2 separate regions of the Callithrix jacchus genome follow, and region 2 is linked to region 1. The links are chromatin contacts, called in public Hi-C maps. All regions are on one chromosome and are shown on one strand. The core of a region is the stretch at or near the end of the contact, and the rest is flanking DNA. Distances in the headings are between cores, read along the strand shown. Region 1 overlaps HERC3 (HECT and RLD domain containing E3 ubiquitin protein ligase 3). Region 2 holds the start of PYURF (PIGY upstream open reading frame).

Evidence for each region. A called contact is a pair of places that touch in the nucleus more often than the background predicts.
Region 2: a contact with region 1 is called in a Hi-C map of skeletal muscle, with 4 times the contacts expected there. The contact joins the promoter of PYURF here to the enhancer-like site in region 1. A contact is called at or near these places in 3 of 3 Hi-C or Micro-C datasets (induced pluripotent stem cells and skeletal muscle).

What each region holds. Positions count from the first base shown.
Region 1 is chr3:109,007,358-109,012,235 of calJac240_pri, reverse strand. HERC3 (HECT and RLD domain containing E3 ubiquitin protein ligase 3) reads left to right here. Exons shown (of 24, transcript XM_078366837.1): 9 at 1,521-1,597. Among named protein-coding and RNA genes, the nearest start is that of NAP1L5, 38 kb to the right of the region's middle. Within about 2 kb of position 2,300, at least 5 of the 16 cell types and tissues checked have an H3K27ac peak or open chromatin away from gene starts, as enhancers often do. A contact at or near this core is called in skeletal muscle, where this site is marked.
Region 2 is chr3:109,145,550-109,150,237 of calJac240_pri, reverse strand. PYURF (PIGY upstream open reading frame) reads right to left here and starts at 2,510. Exons shown (of 2, transcript XM_078366862.1): 1 at 2,214-2,510; 2 at 1-755. The coding sequence starts at 2,416. The coding sequence ends at 614. It overlaps PIGY (phosphatidylinositol glycan anchor biosynthesis class Y), which reads right to left and starts at 760. Exons shown (of 1, transcript XM_078366863.1): 1 at 52-760. The coding sequence starts at 515. The coding sequence ends at 300.

The sequences.
Region 1 (4,878 bases), core at 1,051-3,550:
TAGGTCATTCTAAATCCTGTGTACTGTGTTACAAACTTCTACTTTGCTATTGGTGTTTTGGTATATAACATGATGTGATTTCTTTTTATGCCATGTCTTTTTCTTCTCTTAAAAAATAAATAGCAGTCTTGGTTTCACTGGAAATCAAAGTAAGGCAGTCATTAATATTGAATGACTGTTTCACCTTGAAATAATAAATCTGAGGCTGAAATGGAGCTAGACAGTCATTTAAAAAAGTGTAATTTAATAATGAATTTTGCTTTTGAAGTCGATAAAGTGACACACTTATGGCTTGATCAGGAATTTGTCTGAAACAATAACAATTATAAGTTACTACTGGATTATAAGAAACTCAAGGACACACACAAACTCTTTTTCTTTTTGTAAACTTAGGATATAGCACAGGGCCCGGCATAAACTTGTCTCTCAGTAAACATTTTTGGAATGAATATATGAGCATCTGAAATGTAGTGCAACTATAAAATAAACAAGATTTTGTTTGGGTGATGTTCCCAAAAGCGAAATAATGGCTTTGTGTCCTCTTCTTTGTCATTTGCAAATTTTCTTTTCTCCAAGACATTGCATTCACAAGTGGAATGCATTTATTTAGGAAGTTTACCAATTTAAGAAACTCAAGTATTTTGTAGGTTATTTTGAAACCACACATTTTTTAAGTTAAATTATAACCTGACTTCTGTGGTCCTAAATTTGTGCTTGAATGTTTGCCAAAATGATTTTATAACATAAGCAGGTAAATGTCAATTATGTAAGTGATGTGATTTTAGTACCGCTCTTGGTAATGTGGAATCACAGAGGAAGCCATGGAGGAGTATTGTGGTTAGAGGAGGATTGAGAAGTGCCTCTGAGGATGATTTGGAGTTAGCCAGGTGTAGAGGGCTGTGAGGGAGTTGGTGTGAGCCCCACCAAGGTTCACTTCCAGAAGCACATTCAAGTTATGCTCTTGGTGAGCTCATTTATAAAGAATCCAGTATGCCAGGGACGGCAGAGGGAAGAGGCACCGATATGTAAAATAGTGGGTTGTATTAGAAATAAAGGCAACATGGTAGCAAGAGAGTGTCACCATGGACACAGTGTGATGGGAGGTAAAGCAGGGAGCAGGAAATGGAGGTCCTTTCACAGCAAGCTTCATCCTGAAGGGGCACGGGCCCACCACACTCACATGCTGAATTATTTGTTACTGTAAAGAGTAGTGCCCATTTCAGATTTCAGGTCAGTGGCATGATAGAGTTAGAAGGAAAAAGAGAAATGAGGTCAGGATTAGCTGGCAGCTGGGGAGGGGCAGAGTAGAGTTAGAGTGGAGGATACCATTTTATATATTTATTTTTAATTGAAGTAGAAACAGTCCTAAGCAGCAAGCCAGGGAAGATTTCTTACTTCAGTGACACAATTAAAATGGATAGGTATCCACTCTGAAGTGTATTCTGTAACAGCAGAAAAAAGGGATCAAGGAGAAGCTTCAGTTATTGAAAAATATGCTGTTGGAATTCTTTTTTTGACAGATCGCTTTAAATATCATATCGTTAAGCAGATCTTCTCTGGAGGAGACCAAACTTTTGTACTTTGCTCCAAATACGAGGTAAAATTTTCTTTTGACTCTTACTTCTCGGGAGGAATAATGGTGAACCAATATTTATTTTAACAAGTAATTACAAAGTAAAGAGCAATGTAACTCTTTGTTTCTACCAGTCTTATGTTATTTCTAAAATAAGCAAACTAAATCTTGAAGAAGTTGTCTCCATTTGGCTCCCTTGACGTGCCAACAATTCTCCTGGTGTTATGGAGTTCTAATTTATAATTTGAAATTATTTATTTATATTCATGAATGTTCCAAAAACACTGTAAAGGATGCCTAGGGAGTTTTTGCTTACTTTGGCATTATTCAGTTTTCCGTTTCTTTCCTTCCTTAGCATTTGTTGTTAAGTGGCAACAAATGCTAGGTATTTGAGAACTTGGTGGGTTTTTTTATTTGATGTGATTGAATATACATGTATGTATGTATGTATGAGATATCACGATTTTCAGGTGTTATTATTTATAATCTGCACATGGCTCATGACGTGACACCAAAATTTCCCTCCTCTTGTTTCCTGCATCACTGTAGTGGATAAAGACAGTGTAACATTGTCTTTCTGCTTGAAGGTAGAGTGTGGATCCAGGTATCTGTGACAAGGCTCGAATTCCTTCCATTCTTCCTTGCTGGGGGAATTCAGTCTGAGAAAAGCCCCACAGATTTGTTTTCAGTGCTGCACTCCATCCCCTGTGCTCTCTCTCCTCTCTTTCTTCTCCCTCCCCACCCTTCCTGCTTTTATTCAGCAAGCACGTCAACAGGACCAGCTCCAAGTGGTGCATGGATCCTTAGCCTCTCCTGGAAGAGCAAAGGAAAGGGGGCTGTTAGTGGTGATAAAGGAGTCATAATTGACTGGAAAAAATGAGCAACTGTGGAAACCAGGGGCTCCTCCAGTCTTGGAAACTTTCTCTATTAGTTTGATACTTAGCTATCTTTAAGTATACAAAATTTTTTCCTTCTTGTCATTCTGATTCTGTGATTTTGTTGGAAAAGGTCCTGGTGGAGCCTGAGGCCGTAGGCTGCACAGCTAAAGCTGATCATTAGCTATTTTCCAGGTCAGGTGTCTGAAGAAGGTGGCTTAGTGCTGCCATCTGGTGTGATTTGGAACTGCTGCTTTAGACCTGTTTTTAGACCCAGCCTCAGTGTGTGTGTTACAGAGAAATCCTGAGGAAAGCTGAGATTATAATTTGTTTCTTTAAGATGTCAATGAAACAAAATACACAAAGCACTGACTCTGTGGAGGATAATCAGTTTTTGTCCATAAGTAGTAGAGTTTAAGTGTTTATTTCTTCAAGAGACTGATTTGAATAATGCTGTCCAACTTTAATTTTCCTGTGAAATTGAACATGAAACTAGTTTTCTTTTGTAAATACAGTATCTGATATATGTAACTGATTTTTATTATTGTAATCAACACTGTTGGGCCTGGAAAACAACACATTGATGAGAAGAAGTGAAGTAGCATACTGTTAGACAGGGCAGGTGAGAGTTTAACTGGAAAGAGGGGTAGGTATGCATGAAAAATGTAAGATCACAAAGAAAAAGGAAACTAAACATCACTTAGGAAGATGTTGCTCTTTCTTTTGAAACTGAAACCTGTACACATTTACTTAAACTATTAAACTGATCAAATCATGTGTTTACCCTGTTACCGTATCACTTACTGAACCAAGACAAAGCACCTGTATAGTTATAGCCTCCCCCCGCCTTTTTTTCTTTTTTGAGACAGAGTCTCACTCTGTTGCCCAGGCTGGGGTGCAATGACGTGATCTTAGCTCACTGCAACCTCTGCCTCCCGGGTTCAAGCGATTTTCCTACCTCAGCCTCCCACATAGCTGGGATTACAACATGCACCACCACACCTGGGTAATTTTTTTGTGTTTTTAGTAGAGATGGGGTTTTACCATGTTGGCCAGGCTGGTTTTGAACTCCTGACCTCAAGTGGTCTGCCCTTCTCGGCCTCCCAAAGTGCTAGGATTAGAGTTAGGAGCCACTGTGCCCAGCCACAGCCTCTATTTTTACAAAAGCCTGACTCATTCATGACTGTCAGGCCCTAAGTGAAAGAAGGGAGGGGAGGAGTTATATTCAGATACCCCTTTGCTACATTTGATTCTAGGTCTTGGGAATTTAATGAATGTAAACCATAGCCTCTCCTTTTCCTTTTAGTTTGTGCCCTGGTTAGGATTGAAGAGGGAATGTGGTTGGGATTGTTAGAAGTAAGTGTGTGTGTGTGTGTGTATCTCATAATCTTCTTTTTCCTGGAACAGTGATTCTTAACCTTGGCTGCCCACTGGAATCACCTGGGAGCTCTGTAAACACTGATGCCTCTAGATATTCTGATTTAATCGCCTGCAGTATGACGTGGTCATCAGGATTATTGAACGCTCCCTTGGTGATCCAAAGTCCAGCCAAAGTTGAGAAAAACTGATCCAAGAGCAGTTATTCCTCTTTTCCCTGTATGTATTAAAGACAGGAAGAATGATGTTTTTTCTTGGTTATTTAAGTGGTGCTGAAGTTATACTTCACCCAAGGCATCTCCGGTTTATTGGACATATGGTGAAGAATGAGAAAAAAGTTCCAAGTCTGTATTTTATTGTAGGTTTGTGTCAGAATTGATGTTCAGCTGCTCCTTTGAATGGGGGAAATAAATAAATTTTACATAAGAACAGTGGTTTTAAAATGAGGTAGACAATGTGTGTGTGTACTCCAGGGTTTGCTTTGGATTGAGTTTCCTCTCTCTACTTCAAGATGATTTTGTTCTCTCAGTACATATCTGTGGCCATTTTAGTAGCATAGTTATCAATAACCAGAGGTTCAAAAACTATCTCAGGCTTTTCTGTTTCATTACATTCTTTACTCCTTCTTCCCATAATGATACCTTAACTTGCAGCTCTGGGAAAGTAACCAAGAAAATTTACTTCGAAAGTTATGTTTTCACGTGTAGGTACAAAGGAGAAAAAAATTGATCTCATGAGCTGATGAATGAGTGCTTTTCTTCTTCTTCTTCTTTACTAGAGACTGTGATAGGAGGATAAAGCACCATCAAGTTTTTCTTAGTTCTCGATCAAGAACCAGGCTGGGGGAAAATAAATTGAAAATAGGACATATTAAATAAATTTTAAAATAAATTTATTTTCTAAATAAATTTTAGAAAAGGACAGTGCTTATGTTTTTTTGTTTTTTTTTCTTTAATCTCACTGAATAAAAGATACACAGTGTTGGGTAGGATTTGGAATTTTCAAGGACATACATTATTGACTTTTTTTGCCATTTTTCTTACAATAGTATAG
Region 2 (4,688 bases), core at 1,261-3,760, 140 kb before region 1:
ACTTTTAGATGAACAGAATAAGAAATACTCATGACATGACAATTGGGGATGTTCATCTCCAACAAGACACTGTCAAAATGTTTTCTCTGATACAGCAGTTATAAGTCAGAGCCTGCAAAACACAAGGGCAGAGCAAGAGTACAACAAAAGAAGCATCTGCAACTTAAGTCTCCCACAGTCCTAAGCCTGATATACACAAAGCAAAGCCTCTTTCCTGCAAACTTCCATCCAGTTGAGCTTTCAGAGATAGATGCCCAAGAGCTATTATTAATAAATATAGCATATTGACACTAGTTACATCAATTATGCCTGAAGAGTTTAATACCCATCCAAGTCCAAAGGTGGAAGAATACATACACTGGTATGGAAATAGGCAAGAGCAAACTGTAAAAGCAAAGGCTGGCTGTGCTAGTGCAGCCCTGTGGGAAGTTTTCTTCCACAGAGGCCGAGTAGAACAGTCCTGCTAAAGAAACCAGTGGAATAAGAACAGTCAACGTAGGAAGAGACATAAACATTCTTCTCTTCCAATTATTACCCTCCACTATGTTTTAAAAGGTATACGGTATTAAGAAAAGTCAGCTGTTGGGTTTTTTTTATTTTTTTTAATTATGAACTAGCGCTGCTCCAGTTCTTCTTGCTTCTTACTTTGATGCGTCATCCTAGCTGCCTGCGGTATCATATTAGGAATCCCATCAATGATTGGATAAGCTATTCCCAATTCTTCATTAATCAATTCATTTGTTGATGCTTCATATCTGAGGTTGAAAAAAAAAAAGAACAAAATGAATTGTGAAAAATAAAATGCTTGAAGAGCCTGATTTTCAACAAATACCACCATTTATCCAATTCTCGGTATAGAGTTAGTTAATCCCAGAGTAGTCTTCTTCAATTCTAAAAGCAACAATAGCCAATTCAACCTTTTATCTTAAAAAAAATTCTCTTAGAATCTATAATTATTCCCATTTTAGTCGGTTTCTCTCATATTCTCTTTTTCGCCTTATTCACAAGTTATTCCTTAATTTCGTTTTTATAGTAGTCAGAAAAGATCCCCCTCTTACCCAAATATTCCTTCACTACTTCGGTCAACCCTCAAACCATCTCTGTAAATTTACTACTGGAACAAACACTAGAGAAAAATCAACTTCTTCATTTTAGAATAAATGCTAAATAGAGAAACTTAACTAATCCATTAGAAGGAAATAACTGGAAAAGGTGAGAGGGCAGAAATGAGAAAACACTGGAAAGCAGTGAGTCTGCGGTGAGCTAGTTATAAAGGCAAATCAAGTAATTTCAAGGTTTGAGAAAATTGAATAATATTATGGGAAAAAAAGAAATATGAAAAAACTGCTAGCAATCTACCATTCAAAGATAGTCCCTGATAACATTTTGGTGTTTAGTTTATGCGATTTGTAATACTAGTGTTAATGTTGTTGATATTCAATTCTGGTAGCTTGGAAACTGTAGAGCTGTTTTCCCAAAAACTAGGTTAAAGAGGTTTCTACGAAACCTGCTAGTCCACAACTAAGAGCCACTGGGCAGCACACACAGGTGAAATGCTTAAGATTGTCAGGCACCAGTTGTACACGACACCTTCACAAGAATCTGGAGGGTACAACAATACTTTTCATCATCTTGGCTTAAAAACCAGAAGGCTTTGGCCTTGTCCTGAATCGCAGTGGTTCATAAACCTGGTTATACCTTAGAAATCATTTCGGGGTCGTTTAAGAACACACAAATAAGCTGGGAGTGGGGGCGGCGCCTGTATCCCCCAGCTCCTTAGGAGGCTGAAGCCGGAGTTCTAGGCCAGCCTGGGCAACGTAAGGAGCACCCTGTCTCTTAACAGGAAAAAAGAAAAAAAAAAAAATACAAATGTTCAGGTCTCATCCCTCGGACATTCCGAGTCTGCTGGTCTTGGGGGCTGTCGGGGAATCGGCATTTTTAAAACGGTCCCCGGGTGATTGCATTGCGCAGCCGGTGGCGAACCTAAAACGCTTCAAGCCATTCCCGTAGTCTGGCGATGTGGTCGGGCAGATGTGGGACGCGGCTCCCCTGGCCTCCGGTCTCCCGGTCCTGCGGGGCCAGAGTCCAGAAAATGGCAGCGGAGAGTACCTGCCTGACCTACAAGGCCCCAGTGGCTGCGGGAGGCCGCGGCCCACCGCTCCCTTTCCCCCAACCCGGAAGCTGCGAAGGAAGGGCCCAAACCAGCGAGTCACCTGAGCGGCTTCTTGGAAAGCGGGCACACCAGGAACTCCAGGAGCGCGGGATCGAAGGTACGGGGCGTCTTCTCCGTCCTCTTGTTCTGGTCGGCCGAAGGCCGCGAGCCCGACGCGTGCAGGCACCTACGAGCGACTGCGGACGGCTGCGTGCATGTTCTCCGCAGTTCTGAGGCTAGCCGGCCGCGCGTTCCGCTCAGCATGGTCAAGCAGCCCGAGACTGGGCCTCACTGCATCTCTGCCAGCCGGGACCGAGCTCCTGGCTACCCTCCCGGCCAGCCCAGCCAGCCAGCCCCCGCCCCCTGGTGCTCCGGGAAACGCTACCGGGGAGTAGGCGAAGCGGGAGCTTTGGTTCCGAGGGTACTCCTGCCCTGACTGGTTTTCCCGCGGGCGTCTATCCCGCGGGGACGACAGCCCCAAGGGCAGAGGCCTCAGATGGGTGCCCCACCGCCTTACCCGACTACAAACTAAACCAGTGTTTAAGTCGAGGTATCTGGGTTTTCACGGGGTCCTGTCGCAGGGGTGCTAGGAAGCCAGTGGCAGGACCTCAGAGTTGTGGGGAGTTAGGCTTGGACCTACGTGGTTACCGCCAGGTGAAGTTTCAAACACACTATCGTATTGGCTTTATTGAAAGCGTTCATTTGTTTCATGTACATATTCACTACACCATTAGTTTCTGTAATCTTGTTTGGCTTTTTCGCGGTGGCTCCCGCCTGTAATCCCAGCACTTTGGGAGGCCGAGGCGGGTGGATCACGAGGTCAAGAGATCGAGACCATCCTGGTCAACATGGTGAAACCCCGTCTCTACTGAAAATACAAAAAATTAGCTGGGCACGGTGGCGCGTGCCTGTAATCCCAGCTACTCAGGAGGCTGAGGCGGGAGAATTGCCTGAACCTAAGAGGCGGAGGTTGTGGTGAGCCGGGATCGCTCCATTGCACTCCAGCCTGGGTAACAAGAGCGAAACTCGGGCTCAAAAAAAAAAAAAAAAAAAAAACACAAAAAACTGTGAACCTGAAAGGAATGGCCTAGGTCTCTGACCCTCCAAAATATATAAATTCTTCCCGCCCAAGACCCAGTCATTGTGAAGTATTTGCATAATAAAGCACAACTAATTTACTTCTATAAATGAACTTGGAGGCCACAAGGAGTCTAAAAAAACTGTGTGATCAGGCAGATGTCTGTTAGTCAAATGGGTGATCCATTCAGTTAATTTGTATCCCAAGTTTGCTTCCGACTCTGAGGAAGTGACGCCATTTAGGTGTCTTTCTTACGGCCTAGTAGATGGGAACTTGGGCTCTGGGGCCTGACACCTTGGTTCCCCGTCCACAATTTAGTAGCTGGATGACTTCAGCAAATGACTTAACTGCTTATTTTCCTCATTTGTATAATAATAAGAATGATTGTACCTACCTTGAGACCCTCAAGGTAGAGGATAAATGGGATTGTGCATTCAAGGAACATTTACAAAAGTGCCCGGCACAAATTAAAATGCTCCATTAATGTTGTCTATTTTTAGTTTTATTTCATCTAGTTTTTCCATGTGAGAAGACTCCAAGATTCTTTGTTAGTCATAAATTTTTTCCTTCTGTACTGCTGAATATCAGTCTGAACTTTTTTTTGCATTACGGGGCATTATCATTTAACATTTTGAGTTCCTGGGGGTGGAAGTAAAGAATACAAAAATATTTTTATATTTTCAAATTTATTTTCCACTCCAGTGTAGAAATAAATTGAGAAATTTTTGTGTTCATCCTAATTTTTTGTTTATTTGTTTTTTGGGCCATCCTTTTTTTTTTTTTAAGTTAATTCTTTGATGTTCTTTGTTCACTAACACTCTGAAGATTTCTAAGACTAATGTAGCTTATAAGATACCAAAAAGGAAACACTTCTTTCTACTGGGTAGATATTTAAAAGATAATGAAAGTCTCTGGTTACCAAGCCTTCCTTCCCGCACAAAGAAATCCTTCATAGTTATAACTTTCCATTATTAGAGTCAGTAATAGACTAGAGAATAGGGCAGTTATCACCGACATACTCTCAAAGTTCCTAGGTCTCCTTCACGCTGTTTCTGACTAGGGCAGTAGCAGGAATTAATTTTTCAGTTGAAGTCAGTTGATACTTTGGGCTCAAGGGAGGGGGTGAGCTGTAGGAAAGATAAGTTTCTGCTTAAGGGGAAACAGCACTTGACTTCTGCCAGCCTGAGTGGGCCCAACCCTTGGCCCTTGTGGAGTCTGGGAAGGCACCCATGCTTAAGCTTCACCTAGCTTGGCTGCAGATCTCTATCAGCTGGGGGTTTTCTAACCAGTTATAAATAAATTAGTTTCAGCTTGCCTCCACATAGAGGGTTTAAAGCAGTTCAGTTTATTTTATTTAGGGGAAGAATAGAGAGTAACAACAAAGTATTGAAGACATCCCAAATTTATAACACCAATATTTAAGGAATATCTGAATGTGTGACTGTCTTACCATGTGCA